Regions from separate parts of the Macaca mulatta genome. Here region 2 is linked to region 1. The links are chromatin contacts, called in public Micro-C maps. All regions are on one chromosome and are shown on one strand. Each heading gives the region's core, a stretch centred on a gene start, on an enhancer-like site or on the middle of the called end of the contact. The rest is flanking DNA. Distances are from core to core; before and after follow the strand shown. Region 1 overlaps NSMCE1 (NSE1 homolog, SMC5-SMC6 complex component). Region 2 holds the start of NSMCE1 (NSE1 homolog, SMC5-SMC6 complex component).

What was found. Hi-C and Micro-C count contacts between places; a contact is called where the count stands out from the background.
Region 2: a contact with region 1 is called in a Micro-C map of CD4 T cells, with 5 times the contacts expected there. The contact joins the promoter of NSMCE1 here to the enhancer-like site in region 1. A contact is called at or near these places in 4 of 14 Hi-C or Micro-C datasets (CD4 T cells, blood, liver and 1 more).

The regions. Positions count from the first base shown.
Region 1 is chr20:26,781,713-26,784,908 of T2T-MMU8v2.0, reverse strand. NSMCE1 (NSE1 homolog, SMC5-SMC6 complex component) reads left to right here. Exons shown (of 9, transcript XR_013411612.1): 3 at 1,895-2,016; 4 at 2,807-2,884. Among named protein-coding and RNA genes, the nearest start is that of KDM8, 33 kb to the right of the region's middle. Within about 2 kb of position 1,623, at least 16 of the 40 cell types and tissues checked have an H3K27ac peak or open chromatin away from gene starts, as enhancers often do. A contact at or near this core is called in CD4 T cells, blood and prefrontal cortex, where this site is marked.
Region 2 is chr20:26,815,453-26,818,648 of T2T-MMU8v2.0, reverse strand. It overlaps NSMCE1 (NSE1 homolog, SMC5-SMC6 complex component), which reads left to right and starts at 1,460. Exons shown (of 9, transcript XR_013411612.1): 1 at 1,460-1,526. The region is part of intron 1 of LOC144337957 (a long non-coding RNA gene); the gene reads right to left. It overlaps LOC144337955 (a long non-coding RNA gene), which reads right to left. Exons shown (of 2, transcript XR_013411619.1): 2 at 1,466-2,156.

The DNA of each region.
Region 1 (3,196 bases), core at 374-2,873:
CTACTTTTTAATTTAAACTGCCTTTTAAAAACTTTATTTAAATGGAAGGTTAGCTCCTCGCTGAGCATGGCGCGTTAGTGTCACTGCCCTGGGCTTTGTTCTTGGCTTTTCTGGGCGCCCACAGTCTGATCCTCTGATAGAGCTCACTGGCCTGGGTTGTCCTTGACTCTTTCACACGGCTATGTCCTCCATTTTCACCAGCGTGATCTTGTTTTTTTTTTTTTTTTTTTTTTAACTTTATGGATCTTGAGTTGTATGGGTAGCTTAGAAATGCCTCTGTCTATAAGAAATCAAACATAGACACACAGCGTGAGGGCGCTGTGATGACCCCCGTTTAGTCCCTTCCTGGCAGTGGCCTTGGTCATCAGTCCAGTGGGCAACCTGCTGGGCCTTTTCCTGTGGGACCGTTTCATTGGTTCTGTTTTTGTTTCACACGAAATGTATCAGATTGTCTGTTTTTTCTTGCAGTTTTTTTTCCAAAATGATTTTCTAAGGCATGAATCTTTTGAAATTATTTATTTTAATACATAAAAACAGTGAAAACAGTAATACATACTCTTGCTTTAAAAAGTTTCGCAGCACAAGCTCATTCCTGTAATCCCAGCATTTTGGGAGGCCGAGGTGGGCGGATCACCTGAGGTCAGGAGCTCGAGACCAGCCTGGCCAACATGGTAAAACCCTATCTCTACTGAAAATACAAAAACTAGCTGAGCGTGGTGGTGGGCGCCTGTAATCTCAACTCCTCGGGAGGCTAAGGCAGGTGGATTGCTTGAACCCGGAGGTGGAGGTTGCAGTGAGCCAAGATTGCGCTACTGCACTCCGGCCTGGGCGATAGTGAGACTGTCTCAAAAGACATGACTGTCTCACAGCATGAAAGGTACACAGCGCTGGACATGTCCTTCCACTGCTTCCAGTGCTCAGAGGCTTCCTGGTGCCACAGGAGAAAGGCCCTGCTGTCCCCGGCCACAGGCCCTGTGTGATCTGGCTCCCTTCCCCACCGCAGCCTCTCTGCCCTCCTTCCTTCCCTGGCTGATCAGTGTCCATTCAGCTGAGCCCCCGGCCATACTGTGGGTACCCCCTCCTCAGACTGATGGACCTGGATGGTGGCCCCTGGGCTGTGAGCGTCCTGCTGGCAGGGCCAGGGGAGGTGGGTGACAGAGAGGTCAAAGCCCCGGCCTTGTGGTACAACTCTGGGTGAGTCAGTTCACCTTTCTGCGTCTCAGCCTCTTTCCCTGTGCCCAGAGAGCTGCTGGAGGGTGGATTCATGATGACAAAGGGTGCCCGGGACAGGGCCTCTCCATGCTGAGGGCTTGCTGCAAGCCGCCCTTCTCACCCCGGTTGTTGTTATTCTTACTGTTCCAGCCCAGGACCTAGCACAAGCCTGGCATGTAAGTGAGGATAAGTGGACACTGAATAAAAAAAGAAAGGAATAAAGCTCCACCTAAGACGTGTGGGGACGCAAAGGGACAGAGGCCTCTCGCGGGGCACTGGGGACGAGGTAGAACGGCTGAGATGGGATGGGATGTGTGTGCAGCGGGAGCTTAGTGCACGCTCTGAGCATGTCATTGAGTGATACGCTGAAGGTGCTGATCCAGACTCTCATCGGGAGGCAGCGAGCAAAGACAGGAAGCCCGCGGCAGCCTCCGTGGTTGCAGATAGCATCTCCCCGGCCCTCCTGCCTCACAACGCCCTCCATCTGTTGTCTGTTTGTCTTCCAAGTACTCCAGGAAGAAAGAAGCCACACGGCACTGGCATTCACCCAAGAGGCTGCAGCCTCCGCCCGTGTCTGGGGTTGCTGTCCCCTGTGTTGAGATGGGATGGAATGATTCAAGCAAACTACGTTTTTTTGATGAGGCCCCCCATCACACCCCTTTTTTGGTCTGTTTATTTCCAGGCAATGCCACTGTAGATAAGTTGGAGGACTTCATCAACAACATTAACAGTGTCTTGGAGTCCTTGTATATTGAGATAAAGAGAGGAGTCACGGAAGATGACGGGAGACCCATTTATGCGTTGGTGAGTGCCCGGCAGAGCCCTCTAGTGGTGTTTTTGAGGAGCTGGAACAGGGCCCAGGCAGCCCGTGTTTGCTTTGGTTTGATTTCTCTTTTGGACAGTTCTTTGTAAAGAAGTCACTCCAAATGTATGGAATATTAGGAATAAAGGGAGAAATGGTTTTTTACTTAGAATAAGACATAGAAGCGATGAAAAGAAACAGTGTGTAGGAGTGTCAAGGATTGCGACCCACGTGGGGTCTTCAGTGGTTTTCAGATTTACTCTCACAGGTAGGGATCAGGGTGAAAACACAGGAGTGGGAAGCTGACATGCCCCATCCCTGGCTAGGAGACACCTCGGGCTGGTCAGAGGACATCTGGCTGCTCCCAGCCAGGCTCACACTCAGAAAGGAGCACTCTAGTCCAGGGTTTCCAAAACATTACACAGGCAAAGAACTATGGAAATGCTGGTCAGACACGGCAAAGCAGATTTCCTTGCTGTCGGACTTCTCAGTGCCTTTTGCATTTGAAGCTCCATTAACATGTAGACAAATCTCCCAAATTTATCTGAGTTTGGAAAATACTGCACACCCTCTGGAGTTCTGAAACTTCTGAGGGTCTAGCATGTTGACTGAGCTAAAGAATAAAGTCTGTAGTATATGCCTGGTTACAGATCCATCCTGCGGCTCGCAGTGCCTGGATACAGGAGCTCAGTGACTGGCCAGAGACGGAGGAGGGGAGGGAGGGAGAGCCAGCGACACGTTAACCAACACGCGAAGGGCACAGCCTGACTGTTGCGCTGACTTATTTCTTAGGTGAATCTTGCTACAACTTCAATTTCCAAAATGGCTACGGATTTTGCAGAGAATGAACTGGATCTGTTTAGAAAGGCTGTAAGTAGAGTAATCCCCGTCGCCCATTGGCTGGGCTTCTTATGGGAAAGTTCTTTCTCAGTCGTTAGAAGTGGCAACTGCAGTCTTCAAGGATCACTGCGGGGGACGTGGGCCACCACTGCTGTCTGAGGAAACGCTTTGCAGGGAGATATCACTGTCTACCCATCTGGAATTCACAGCTGTCAGGGGCCCCCATGGCTGCCTGGGAAGGAAGTGCTGGGCCAGGTGTGAGCCCCAGCTGGATGGGCAAGAGCAGGGCCTCACTGGTAGTAACAGGCGTTCCTACCTGGCTGCTGTTAAGTGCCATCTGGG
Region 2 (3,196 bases), core at 211-2,710, 34 kb before region 1:
AAACTGAAGCCCAGAGAGGTTAAGAAGTTGTCCAACATCAGGCCGGGCGCGGTGGCTCACGCCTGTAATCCCAGCACTTTGGGAAGCCGAGGCGGGCGGATCACGAGGTCAGGAGATGGAGACCATTCTGGCTAATACGGTGAAACCCCATCTCTACTAAAAATACAAAAATTAGCCAGGCGTGGTGGTGGGCGCCCGTAGTCCCAGCTACTTGGGAGGCTGAGGCAGGAGAATGGCGTGTGCCCGGGAGGCGGAGCTTGCAGTGAGCCGAGATGGCGCCACTGCATTCCAGCCTGGGGGTCAGAGCGAGACTCCGTCTCAAAAAAAAAAAAAAAAAAAAAAGGTTGTCCAAGATCACAGGGGTGGTGAGTGACCAAGCCTGTATTTGAGTTATCCTCACAGAGACAGACATTTGCAGGTACCGCTGTTCTATATTAGTTACCTGTTTCCCTTGCTAGGCTGCATCCCTAGCTCTCAGACTAGGGATAGTATACAAACGTTTGGAAAATTAATGCCTTGAAGATTCAAAACAGTCTATTCACTTCCAAGAGTAATTTCACTTGCTTTCTCACAATCCCTAGGTAAGATAATAGTTAACATTTAATCAGCACTCCCATGTGACACTTTTCAGTGGCTATGCTAAGCACCTAAATCTCACCAACACTATTTTGCAAGGACTAATATCCCCATTTAATGGAAGAGGAAACTGAGGCTCAATGACTTGCCCAAGCTTCTGCCAACTAGTAAGTGGCAGAGCCAGGATTCTAGCTCAGGCTGTATGACCACAGAGTCCACATTTTTCTTTTGTTTTTTATGAGACTAAGTCTTGCTCTGTCACCCAGGCTCGAGTGCTGTGATGCGATCTGGCTTACTGCAACCTCTGCCTCTCGGGTTCAAGCAATTCTCCTGCCTCAGCCTCCCGAGTAGCTGGGATTACAGGCACACACCACCACGCCCAGCTAATTTTTGTACTTTTAGTAGTGACGGGGGTTTCACCATGTTGGCAAAGTTGGTCTCGAACTCCTGAACTCAAGTGATCGGCCCGCCTTGGTCTCCCAAAGTGCTGGGCCTACAGGCATGAGCCACCGCGCCCGGCCAGAGTCCACATTTTTGACGACGAGGCCACACTGTCAGTTCCACTGATGGGGAAACTGAGGCCCGGGGCAGGGCACTACATTGTGCCGGCGGAATCGTGGCCAGTGGGGGAAGCACGGGCTACGCGCCGATTCTTCCTCCTTGGTCAGGGAAGTCACTGAGGTGCAGGAGGCGGAGGGCGACAAGTGGAAGCCCCTTCCCATTATTAAGGATGGAGAGCGGCGCAGTAATTGGGATCTAACCCACGAGGCGGAAACACTAGGGAAACGGCGCAAACGGAAAACCGGAAGTGCGTCACCCAACGGACGGGCGAATCGTCTGCAGGCCACCAACGGGAACGCCGCGTTCGCGTTCGCCCCGCCCCAAAGGAAGAAGAGTCCGCCTTGCGACCGTATCCGCTAGCTCAGCGCGGGTTGCGCTTGGGCACCCTGGTGGGTAACGCGGCGCGCTAGGGGGTAGAGGGGAAAGAAGAGGGACTTCGAGGAAGGCGAGGGGAGGACGGAAGGTGGGGTGGGCGAGACAGGCAGTGGGGTCTGGCCCCGTGGTCTATCCTCGTGGGCTGTGGAACTCGGGGACGGGGGTCTTGGGGCTCCCCCTTCTTGATGGGGAAACTGAGGCCCAGAGAGGGGCCGCAGAAGGCAGCGGACTGGGATCTCCTCCCACAACACACACAAAGACATCTAAAAATCGTACTATTTAGTGAAAAATATTTTTAATCGTAATTACGATTTAACAGGTAAGGATACTTTTCATTGTAATAGGTGAAAAAGCAAAATATAAAATTCGATTCAAACTGTGATTACATCTATGGAAAACACAGCCTTCGCCGACCACCCTGTCTGTCCCGCCGCCCTCCGTGCTCCCCTCTGTTTTTGTGTACGGAGTTTCTCACTTTGTACAAGTCCGCAGCCGCTTGTGTTACAGCCCCGAGGCCAGATGCGTTTAAAATCGAGGATTTCTCGGACTTTGGAAAGGTAAAGTGCGTATGTTCTATGTTAGGTTTCACCCTCAGTGGGGGCTGGAGCAGCGGCTTGCAATCAAATACACGACCCTTTCCACAGCTAAAGATATGAAGATATGCATATATTATATTGACCGGGTCGCGGTGGCTCAGGCCTGTAATCCCAGCACTTTGGGAGGCTGAGGCGGGCGAATCACCTGAGGTCCGGAGTTCCAGACCAGCCTGGCTAACATGGTGAAACCCCGCCTGTACTAAAAATACAAAAAATTAGCCGGGCGTGGTGGCGCGTGCCTGTACTACCAGCTACTCGGGAGGCTGAGGCGGGAGGCTGAGGCAGGAGAATCACTTGAACGAGGGAGGCGAAGGTTGTAGTGAGTCAGGATCGCGCCACTTCACTCCAGTTGGGGCAACAAGAGCGAAACTCCGTCTGAAAAAAAAAAAAAGATATGCATATATTTACACTGTTGGGATAAATAACCATGGATAGCCTCACCTTAAGTCAGGTCAAGTTCTCCAACGTAAGAAACAAGTTTTGGTATTCAGACTTTTTTTTTCCCCTGCATCTGATCATCCACTAGTATTCATACCTTTTTAGATTTGAGGGTTGCAGATGAGGGACCTGGATTGTAGCTGTTCTGTTCACTCACTTTTCTCACTCTCACTGGATAAGAGAGTGTCTTTGAGAACAGGAACCGTGCTGTTGTATGGTCACGTCTCTCTCTGCCACCAACTCTTGTGTGTCACCTTGTGCCCTTTTAGTCTCAGTTTCCTCATCTGTAAGATGGGGTCAGTGATCCTTTGCTCATAAGGTGCTGGTTGGGGTTAAATGATGTCGTGCATGTGAAGCACAAGAATTGTGTTAGCACCTGCACGAATGGTATGACTGAGATTTACTTATTCCACAAACATTTATATTTCAAAATTATTAAATTTAAATAAATGTATTATTAAATGAATTAAATGCATTAATTAATTAAAAGTATAGATGTATTTCTTAAAATGTGGGTGATAGGAATGTTAAAGATTTATATAATGCTTCAAAGCCTTAGAAAAGGTTTTCTTTAGTTGGTTTATCTGTATATCTGAACTCTTGAAACTTAAAGCTAAAATACTAGGATTTATCTGCAGGGTTGCAGAGAG